Linked DNA regions of Mus musculus: regions 2 and 3 are each linked to region 1. The links are chromatin contacts, called in public HiCAR-type and HiChIP or PLAC-seq maps. All regions are on one chromosome and are shown on one strand. Each heading gives the region's core, a stretch centred on a gene start, on an enhancer-like site or on the middle of the called end of the contact. The rest is flanking DNA. Distances are from core to core; before and after follow the strand shown. Region 1 holds the start of Ccdc39 (coiled-coil domain containing 39). Region 2 holds the start of Ccna2 (cyclin A2). Region 3 holds the start of Zfp267 (zinc finger protein 267).

Region 1 (3,365 bases), core at 480-2,979:
CAGAGCTAGCCATGATACCCTGCATCATCTCCTTCTTGTCCCTGACTCTTGCTGTAGATAATTGAGATGCTACAATTACTGCCTTTAGCCCCTGACACCAGAAGTCCTGTAGGGGATGCCTCTAGAGAGGCCATAGGGCAATGGCAAGAGCCAGCTGTTGGAGCTGTACTGCTGTGCTGGTTGGGTGCCTGGCCTGCCACAATTGGGCTTGGGTTGAACCTGGCAAAGATTCATAGCAATCAGAAAGAATTTAAGAAGTGAATTAACTTTTCAAATACCAGTGCATACTATTCTCCCTGGCTTAGTGTGTGGAACACACACAACTCAGCAACTGGCACTGGGAAGGCAGTTGGGATATTATGTTTGTCAGCTCACCTTTTGGATGGGCCGTAGGTAGGAGTGTTGTGCTGTGAGCATCTTGCTGTGGATGCCGTTCTGCTCTTATGTTAAAGCTGACTGACTTGATCAGAACTTCGATGGTGTAGAGTTGGAAACCCAGAGCCAAATTATCTTGAGCTATCTTTAGTCTCCTTAATAGCCAGCCGTTCATTGCCCATTTGACCAGGTAATGCTTGTTGGGCTGTACTAACTTAGCAAACCACTAGCTTTCACCAACCCCAAAGCTATGAATGTCACCAGATAGTATTTGAAACCTATGGATAGCACTGACTTCCCAACTATGCTGTTGTTGGGAAGAAGCAAAGGAAACTTACTCCAGGCAGTACCATTTCGTTTTCAGACTCCATTTAATCATAGGGATAAAGTAAATTCAAGGTCCCAGATCCCAGGGAAGCCAGGGGCTTCCCCATAGCTGAACATCTTCTGTTGTAAACGGTTGAGTCTAGACATCTCAGGCACAACTTCTCTGTCTTGCTGGCAGGGTTAAACAAGTTCATATGCTCCTGCCAGCGTCTTTGTCCCCTTATCACTCTTAGCTCTGGACCTAATGTCTTGGAGAATGAATTAAGGACCTTGAAGCCAGGTGCTCTGTACAGGCTCAGTCTCCCAACAGGTACTCCCATGTTTAACACATAATGTCAAAATACAATTGGATAACGCTGCAGTTCCCACCAGCTCCCCACTTTGAATTGTGTTACCATCCTATAACAATGCTGTATAATCTCCCACCCCGTACGTGGTTCAGATCCCAAACTGGCTGCCTCCCTGAGCACTCAGAAAATAAAGCCTTAATTTTTAAATTTCCATCTCTAAAGTGAGTTTTCTCAGCTTCCATCTCAAACCCAATACTAACAGTCTTTGGTGATGTTTTCATCAATGCATTGGAAAAATGCCTTGATTTATTGCTTCCTTTTCTTCTGCAATTACAAAAACGTAGTGAAGCAAGTTTCCATGCGAGAACATGCTATTTGGGGCAGCCTGGATCTGTGTTCCCAGATCATGGTCCCTTATATATGACTTAAGAACAAATCTGAAGCCACTTTTGGGTATTATACTATCCCTCAATCTGGTGGTCGTCCATCCTGCTATCCTGTAGTCCACCATCCTGGCACCCCAGGAGCCTATGCCTTCCATCCCCGAACTTTGTGGTCCTCTGGAGCACCCGAGCTTCCAGATTTGCACGTTTTGGAAGTCCTGGGAGTGTATCTATCCGTGCAAAGAGAGCTGTGCCTCACAGACACAGGCAAGCAAATTCTACCGGCTGCAAAAAGGACAAGGGAATTCTCAAAGGAAGTTCCGCCTTCCAGCCTGAGTGCTTCCTGTTTGGTAACTAAGGGCGCCTGGCTGTTGCTAGGGCCGCGGAATACAGACGGTTAGGCTTGGCTGCGAGCTCCAGGGAACGGTTTTGGGTGGCTTGTCTGTGATTCCTTTGAGCCTCGTACGCCATGTGCAGTGAGTTCTTGTCAGAGCTGCACTGGGAAGATGGGTTCGCCATCCCCGTGGCCAATCAGGAGAACAAGATCCTGGAGGATCAGGTGAGGAGGACCGGGTGGGATTTAGGGGAGAGACGACCAGAGGGGAACAGCTGAGGAATGGTAAAAGGGCTGGTTGAACGCCGCCAGGACTGCCAATGGATGACCAGGTAAAGACTAGGTAAGGAGTGTAAATAGAGGATGCTGGGCTAGGTGGGTATCCAGTGGGAATCCGGGGGAGGGCCAGGGAAGACCAAGTCCCACGTACAGGTGCCGCGCTGCTCATTTGCACCTCTTGTGGCCTGACTTCATCACTTAGATCTGATACTCCGGCCTCCCCACTTTCTCTCCTGCTCCTATCAGTTACTACACATTTGAAAGTTTTATCGAAGCAACAATTTCTATTCAGGGCCATAAAACCCGAGTCTCACTCTTCCAGCTGTTTCAGGTGCCAGCTAGCAGGCCTTTCCCATCCAATTAAGGATCACAAATGCATTTTTGGTGTTTCCTAGTAACCACCATTTACACATGTGCACACACAAGACACATTCTTGCCAGCATTTGTGTTTCTGTGATGTTTAAAATCGCTTGAGGTGCTTTCAAGGAAAACATTTTAGTGAAGTATGCAATATAGAGTTTCAGAGTGAGAATCGAGGTGTCACAAGATGGTGAAATATTTCACATTGTTAGGACAAACCTGCACCAACTAAAATACATGCAGTTTAAGTCGTTTTTTTGTTTGTTTGTTTTTTGTTTTTTTAATTGCAACCGGCTCCACAAAGTTAATGCATCTTTAGCAGTCACCCAAAGTCCCACGAAATGGTACTAGGGTGTGGGGAAGAGGGAACCAAGAATTGAAGATTTGTGCAAATTGACAAGGTAGAAGAGAATATTTTCTGCCCTCTGAAAGTGAGCATAAAAGACTTTTGGGTAAATCTTCTGAGAAGACTGGAACGTTTGGAATGCTCTGCTCTGCTCTGCTCTGCTCTGCTCTGCTCTGCTCTGCTCTGCTCTGCTCTGCTCTACTCTACTCTGCTCTGCTTTGCTCTGCTCTCCCCTCTGGTTAGGATTGGGCATTTCCCCTTAAGGACCATCAATATTAGGACAGATAAAAGATCACTGCTGGTGCCCGAGTCATAGCCGCCAATTGAAGGTTTGGAGCCAGCCCACCAACCTGATGGGTGTCTTGTTGAACTAGAGATGAGATGGGCAGGAGACACTGTATAATTAATATATTATTACATTGTATAAGAGGTATTTAGGAGAGCGATCCTGCTGGCTCTACAGTTAGCATTTGAATTTAAGGTTCTTGTCCTGTAGTTTTTATGCTCCTCCTTTCATTACGTTACCCTTCTTTCTTTTCGGGGTATGTGTTTGTGATGTATGGTGGTGGATGTGACTAAATAGTGTACATGTGTGCGCATGTGTGCAGAGGCCAGAGATCAAGCCTAAGCGCCATCCCCCAGGCTCTACTTCTACCTTACTTTTTGAGGC
Region 2 (3,365 bases), core at 345-2,844, 2.7 Mb before region 1:
TTTTATCTTCATTTTCAATAATCTTTAGATAAAATATGGGAGTAAAGATTGCTCTCACATACCTAGTTAGTGGCAAAGCCTTCATTAAGCCCTTCTCTCCCTGACATGCAGGCCTGGGGCCATCATGACTGGTGTCCTCAGCCCACACTGATCCACTAACCTGCCTACAGAATTTATTATGCACCCAAGACTTTCTCACAGATGAACAGTACTGATATCTGAGTGTTCACTATTCGGCAAGCACAGGGTCTCTTAAAATATCCTTACATGATGGTGTTGCAGATCTACCGTCTCTCATCTGTGATTCCAAAATCTAGGAAGCAGCTTTGAAAACCAAAGTTTACCTTTGTAAATCATTTACCAGCAAATTGTCTTAATCTGATTGACTTCATGATAAAACCTGATTTAAACTGACACGAAGCTTTTTCTATTTTTTTTTTAAATCCCACTGAGTGCAAGTATTCACCTGTTTATTGTAAAAGCATTGCCATTTTGTTAGCAGATATCAGCACTCAGTCTCATTGGACCAATATAAAAAGTATCAATGGTATATTCTTTTTCTCTTCCTAAAATATACTTTTTTTCAAGGGTCTTGTATAAATAATAGACAACTTGAGTTGTCTCTGTGTTACATCTTGAAAACTCAAAGGTGCAGTAATTTCCCAGACCTCTGCACCCAGTAAGCCCATGGGTGAAGTGCTTCAGTTCAGACGTTCTTCCTGATGCAGCAGCAGTCAGTCGCTGGGATGCAGGGTGCACCGACACAGATTCAGAATCGCGACCAGTGGCTTGTCTAGGTCAGCAGTTGCAACCCATTGTTAGAAGGTTATCAAATATTTATGTCTTGAAAGTTGCTTCAAACCTTCTCCACATACACATCTGTTTTTAAAAACACCAACCTCTTCCAGGCTTGTATGTGTTGAATAATGGAGTCTCAGGTGGTGAGAGAATGCCACATGCATTGTTAAAAGAACTAATCAATAACAAGAAATAATATTTTTCTTCGTAGGTATGATTACTGATCTTTTTATAGATAAATTTAAGTTCAAAGGCACTAATGTAAAAACCAAAGTACCCATGCTCCTGGAGATTCTCGACAGCTACGACCAGAACACACTGATTTCTTTCTTCGATGCAGCATGAAAGATAAACAAGGTAGGCCAACAGGACAGCCGAAGAAGCAAGCAGAGCCTGATCAGACCCGAGGCACCTCAGATGGACGTCCCACATGTAATCAGAAGAGTGACGGCCTCTAAGCATCCCCCTACGAGTACCCATGAAAGTCCTTTTTATTGTGTACTTGAGGGGAAAAGAAGATCTTTTAGTCATTCATTTCAGGGGAATATTGCATTGAAAGTTTTAGAATACTATTAAATAAGAGCAAATAAGCTGTCTTTTGTTTTCAAAGGGTAGTTATGAAAACAATGATTACATTTTATTATATTTTATGTATGATTCTTAACTATTAAATGTGAACATTTAAGGTAATATACTTGTGTCTTTATATATTTATTTAGGTTTTGTATATATTTCTCTGTGTGTGTGTGTTTGGGTTGGTTTTTTTTTTTTTTTTTGTGGTTTTTGTTTTGTTTTGTTTTTCGAGACAGGGTTTCTCAAGACAGGATTTCTTTGTGTAGCTGACCTGGAACTAACTCTGCAGTCCAGGCTGGCCTTGCACTCAAGAGATCCACCTGCCTCTGCCTCCTGAGATGCCCGGAAAAGGCTTGGCCATCGCCTCCTGGCTGCCCGGTTTTCTTATGAACACTTTTTTTCTACTTTTGAGACATCATCTCACTACATAGCTGACTTGGACTAACTTGAATTCAGAGATCTGAAACTCTGGGATTAAAGGTATGTACCACAATGCACTTCATTTCTAAATGTAATATCTATTTGGGTCAGTGGAACTTCATGGTCTGATGTCACAACCAAGGATTAGCAAAATTAATGGACAGCTGAATTTCTTGTAGTACACCACTTGTTATCAACAATAGCTCATGTTGGCATTTTAAATTAACCCATCTTTAATTGGGGGTGGGGGTGGGGTAGTTTACTGGAATGCGGGGCATAGAGACACGCCTTTAATCCCAGATCAGTGAGCTCTGATAACGGATATCAGTGAGTCACAGGACAATTGGGACAGCATTATGAGACCCTGCCTCAAAATCAAACAACAAACAAATGATATACAGGAGAGGTGAAACAATAGTAAACAGTAAAAGTTCCAGCGTTTCCCTATGTTGTATGGCAGCATCACAGAGAAAGAGAAAGGAGTAGTGTACCCAGGACGGGGCAGTTTGTCATTCAGATCCATACGCTCCTGCCTAGGCGCCACCCAGCGACCAGGAGAAGGCGCTTCACCCCTTAGCTGAGGCGAAGGCCGACACCTCGAGGCCCCGAGGGCTTGTCTGGACCGCCCAGCGGCTCCGGCAGGATCCTATGAGGCTACAGATCCACTGAGCAGCAGAGATCGGCCGAAAGCGGCCGCCCGCCCCGCCCTCCTCTGCGCAGGCGCGTCCTCAGGCTCCCGCCCTGTAAGATTCCCGTCGGGCCTTCGCTCGCGGCGACCGGCGCTTCTGGTGACGTCACGGACTCCGGACGCCCTCATTGGTTTATTTCAATAGTCGCGGGCTACTTGAACTACAAGACCAGCAGCCGGCGGGCGGCGCGCAGCTCGCGGCTCCTGGGCTCTACGCTCCTCCCGCCTGCAGCCTCTGCTCCGCGGGTCGGCCGCCAGGGTCCCGCGCTGCTCCGGAGCGGCGGGCGCTGTGCACGCTCTGCCGCCGACAGAACCGGACCGGAGCCGCGATGCCGGGCACCTCGAGGCATTCGGGTCGCGATGCGGGCTCAGCCCTGCTCTCGCTGCATCAGGAAGACCAAGAGAATGTCAACCCCGAAAAACTGGCGCCAGCCCAGCAGCCGCGGGCGCAGGCGGTGCTGAAGGCCGGGAACGTGCGTGGACCCGCGCCGCAGCAGAAGCTCAAGACTCGACGGGTAATAGGGCGCGGGGGTCTGGAGGAGGGCCGGGCGGGAGCGGTCCTGGGTTTAGCAGCCCAGAGGGCCGGAAAGCACGCTGAGCATTCCAGGGGGAGTCAGGCTGCAGTCTTCGCGGTCCGGGCGTTTCTAGTACCAAATAGTCCCACGAGCTCTGCCGACCCGTGTAGACCGCCCTTCGGCACTAGTGGCGCCGCGTTCCAAAAAATGCCCGGGGTCATACCAAGCGTTGCCACTCGCGTGTCGACTTCCCCCAGCTGTGTACCTTTCCCTCCACTTTTAAAGCCAGGCATTGCATTAGGATGTAGATCCCTTCCCCCTCACCATCTGCTTCCCAGATTACTACTTCAGGGAAGGACATAAAGCAAGTA
Region 3 (3,365 bases), core at 313-2,812, 2.3 Mb before region 1:
AAGTTTGGTCCCTGGGATTCCCTTTATGGACAGACGACCAGAATCCTCTCACCCCACAGGATCCCATGGCTGGCATGCACCTATCCAGCTCAGAAGATAAATAAACAAATGAAAAAGAGACAATAACAACAGAACAAGGAAGCAAGAAAGGCTAGTGAGTCTAAACAAGGGGACAAGCAGGCCCATGAGCCCTGTCACCTTCCGTCCCTACAAGGGATGCAGAGCAAGGCGGGAAAGCCCAGAACTGGTTTACAGAACACTTCTCCCATGACTACTTGGCAGTCTGGATTCATTCTTACAAACTTGCAGCAAGGATTTAATTAAGCAACCAGAAGGCCTCCTGCATGCTAAGTACAACTGGCAGAATATTGATCAAAAGGCTGAGATAGCTCAAGTGCGTTTCAGATGGGAGAACACCAAGACATCCAGCAGCGTCCCAATGCGGTCTAGCCTCACACCCCAGGCTGCTGGGACGATCAGCCCAGACACTGACATCATTGGATGCTCCTAGACACTGGAGACAAGGCAGCTGGTGTTGGCATCTCTGAAACCCGGGCAAGGAAAGGGCCAAGTAGAGTCAGATGAAGATAGACCCATCACTATGGAAAATCTCCAAAAGGCAAGTACAACCCCAAAGCATTCTGATTGGGGTTCCTGTGTCTAAGGATGACAAAATGAGAGGCATTGTGTGTGTGTGTTTTAATAAAAAATCAAGTGATTTTATGTTAAATATCCATAGGGTAAATCCTTTTTAAAATGTCGCCCAGTGTGTGGAGTGGGGAAAAAAACCAATCAAGCAAAATGTATGTCTATTTGAAATGCTGCGTGGGAAATGGGTGTTAATATTATTTTTTAAATGGGCATTTGGGAATGCGGTCAGGAGATGGAAATTTAGGAATCTTCCTCCAACCAGAGGAGAAGCGAGGACAGGGGAAGAGCAGTCATCTGGATAGGAGATTCTGCTTCGCGTTTATCTAGACTGCTCGGGAGGAGGGACAGGACACCTCACTGAACACTTTCCCTGCGGGAGCCCTACGCTTGCAGGTTATCGCCGCACAATCCGGGCTACTAGGCTGGAGCCTCTGAGGACTCCAGGGCAGCAGGGTCTGACCCTGGGCCTTCACTGCACCGGCTAGCTCGGGGGCGCGGCCGGGTACCGGGGATCTCCAGCTCAGGCTGCGCGGTGACGCATGGCCCACCAAGGGGGACCTCAAGCCGGCCGATCCCAAGGGCCGGCCGCAGGAAGGCGGGGCCGCCGTCGCCCCCCATGCAGTCGCCGGCTCCCCCTCGGCTCCCCGCAGCCCTCCAGCCTCGCCGCGCCACGCACACACTCACCAGCAGGCTTCAGCAGTGCTCACCGTCCTCCCACATCGAGCACTGGCCGCAGCCGATTCCCACCGGCTCTACACAGCCTCCCTCCAGTCTCAGGACACCATGCACACTCACCATTGTGGCTTGACTACGCGGAGTCCGCGTCCTCCCGGTGGATGGCCCGGCACCCTACAGACGCAGGGCAAACGGATGCCGCAGGGCTGAGCTACAGTCTACACCGGAAGAGACCCAGCCTGAGGAGGATTCCAAGATCCTGGACTTCAGAAACACAGCATGAAGGCCCGCCCCCTCTACCCTGTCTAAACGTCTGATTCGAAGTTCTCACCATCGTGCTGCTGATTGGATGACTTTCCGGTCCCGCCCCATCAGGCCCCAGCACTACCCTATGGGCTGAAATGACAAGTTTTTGGTACAGTTGTAGTAAAGCTGACCCTAGAGGAATCATTCCCATTTACTATTGTATATAAAGTCAGACCAATTTATGAATCATATATATGTATATTATTCGCAATAGAGAAGAGCTTTGGCACCATTTCCCCCTGAGCTCTGTCCTTGAATTTCAAATTTTAAAAGGGGAAAAAAATCTCCTGAATCAGCAATATTGAATATAGAAAGGGGGAGTAATACTCAAGTGTTACTGTACTGGCTAGTTTTGTGTCAACTTGACACAGTTGGGGTTACAATAGAGAAAGGAGCTTCAGTTGAGGAAATGCCTCCATGAGATCCAACTGTAAGGCATTTTCTCAATTAGTGATCAAGGGGGAAAGGCCCCTTGTAGGTGGGACCATCTCTGGGCTGGTAGTCTTGGGTTCTATAAGAAAGCAAGCTGAGCAAGCTAGCAAAGCATGCCAGTAAAGAACATCCCTCCATGGCCTCTGCATCAGCTCCTGCTCCCTGACCTGCTTGAGTTCCAGTCCTGACTTCCTTTGATGATGAACAGCAGTATGGAAGTGTAAGCCTAATAAACCCTTTCCTCCCCAACTTGCTTCTTGGTCATGATGTTTGTGCAGGAATAGAAACCCTGACTAAGACACTTACTTAATTTAAAATTTTCTACTGTTCATATTAAAGTTAAAACAGTGATTGTAATAAAACCCAGTATATCCAAACATATCATCATATGTGGAATTGGTTACACACACACACACACACACATATACATATATGTATACATACATACATACATACATATACACATATACATACATGCACACATATGTATACACACACATATATGTGTGTGTGTGTGTGTGTGTGTGTGTATATATATATATATATATATATATATATATATATATATATATATATATATATGTTACTATACTAAATCATCCAAATTCGGGTCTTCAGCAGGTTTCAGGTCACGTCTGTCACAGTCCTCTTCTGAGAGCTATAATTTTCCTGACCTCAAGAAAGTGAGGGGAACCTGAGAATCTCTCCCATTTATGTCAGAAGTGAAGCAACACAGTTTCCTGCCAATATTTCTTTTAGGTCCCAGTGAATGGGGGTAACCATGTCCTAAAACAGATCAGGGGACTTCAACCAGGAGTGTTCAAAGGTGGGCACATGAGGAGGGAAGCCTGTCTCTTGATCCCTCCATGGCCTTGCCCCCCTGTGATTTAAATAGATTATAAGAAAAATTACCACCACCACCACCACCCCTTTTTAGTTTGGCCTTGGACCTAATTGTCAGGCTGTAGATTCGGGTTTTCTTTTGTGAGACATGGTGCAAATTTAATTACCCAACCATATGCACACATGTCTACAAATTTTTCTGTATAATTCAACACCATCTAGCAATAGATCATCCAACTTTAATTAGTGGGGAAGTAAACTAATGCATATATAGCAGCTACTATTTGCCAGGTAACTTAGGATTAAAATATCATTAAGTCATGGTATCGTGCCTGTAAGTGTGCATTCATCTTCTATCTCTGAATAACAAACCACACTAAAACTTAGCGGATGGTGATAAGGCAGCTCCTCACTTGAGGTTCAGTTGAACTATTTCTGATCTGGTCAGCTGATGGGTG

The links. HiCAR-type assays count read pairs that join an accessible place to other places. HiChIP or PLAC-seq counts read pairs in DNA pulled down with a chosen protein or histone mark.
Region 2: an H3K27ac HiChIP or PLAC-seq map of large pre-B cells shows a contact between it and region 1, with 8 times the contacts expected there. The contact joins the promoter of Ccna2 here to the promoter of Ccdc39 in region 1. A contact is called at or near these places in 2 of 39 promoter capture datasets (hippocampal neurons and liver), 1 of 115 datasets of contacts at active chromatin or transcription factors (large pre-B cells) and 1 of 9 other capture datasets (adipose tissue).
Region 3: a contact with region 1 is called in a HiCAR-type map of astrocytes, with 4 times the contacts expected there. The contact joins the promoter of Zfp267 here to the promoter of Ccdc39 in region 1. A contact is called at or near these places in 1 of 39 promoter capture datasets (hippocampal neurons) and 1 of 115 datasets of contacts at active chromatin or transcription factors (astrocytes).

Annotation. Positions count from the first base shown.
Region 1 is chr3:33,842,674-33,846,038 of GRCm38.p6, reverse strand. It overlaps Ccdc39 (coiled-coil domain containing 39), which reads left to right and starts at 1,729. Exons shown (of 20, transcript NM_026222.2): 1 at 1,729-1,934. The coding sequence starts at 1,845.
Region 2 is chr3:36,571,267-36,574,631 of GRCm38.p6, reverse strand. It overlaps Ccna2 (cyclin A2), which reads left to right and starts at 1,594. Exons shown (of 9, transcript NM_009828.3): 1 at 1,594-1,851; 2 at 2,329-2,994. The coding sequence starts at 2,809. It overlaps Bbs7 (Bardet-Biedl syndrome 7 (human)), which reads left to right. Exons shown (of 19, transcript NM_027810.3): 19 at 1,010-1,489. The coding sequence ends at 1,143.
Region 3 is chr3:36,149,277-36,152,641 of GRCm38.p6, reverse strand. It overlaps Zfp267 (zinc finger protein 267), which reads right to left and starts at 1,562. Exons shown (of 4, transcript NM_001101478.1): 1 at 1,447-1,562. The coding sequence starts at 1,449.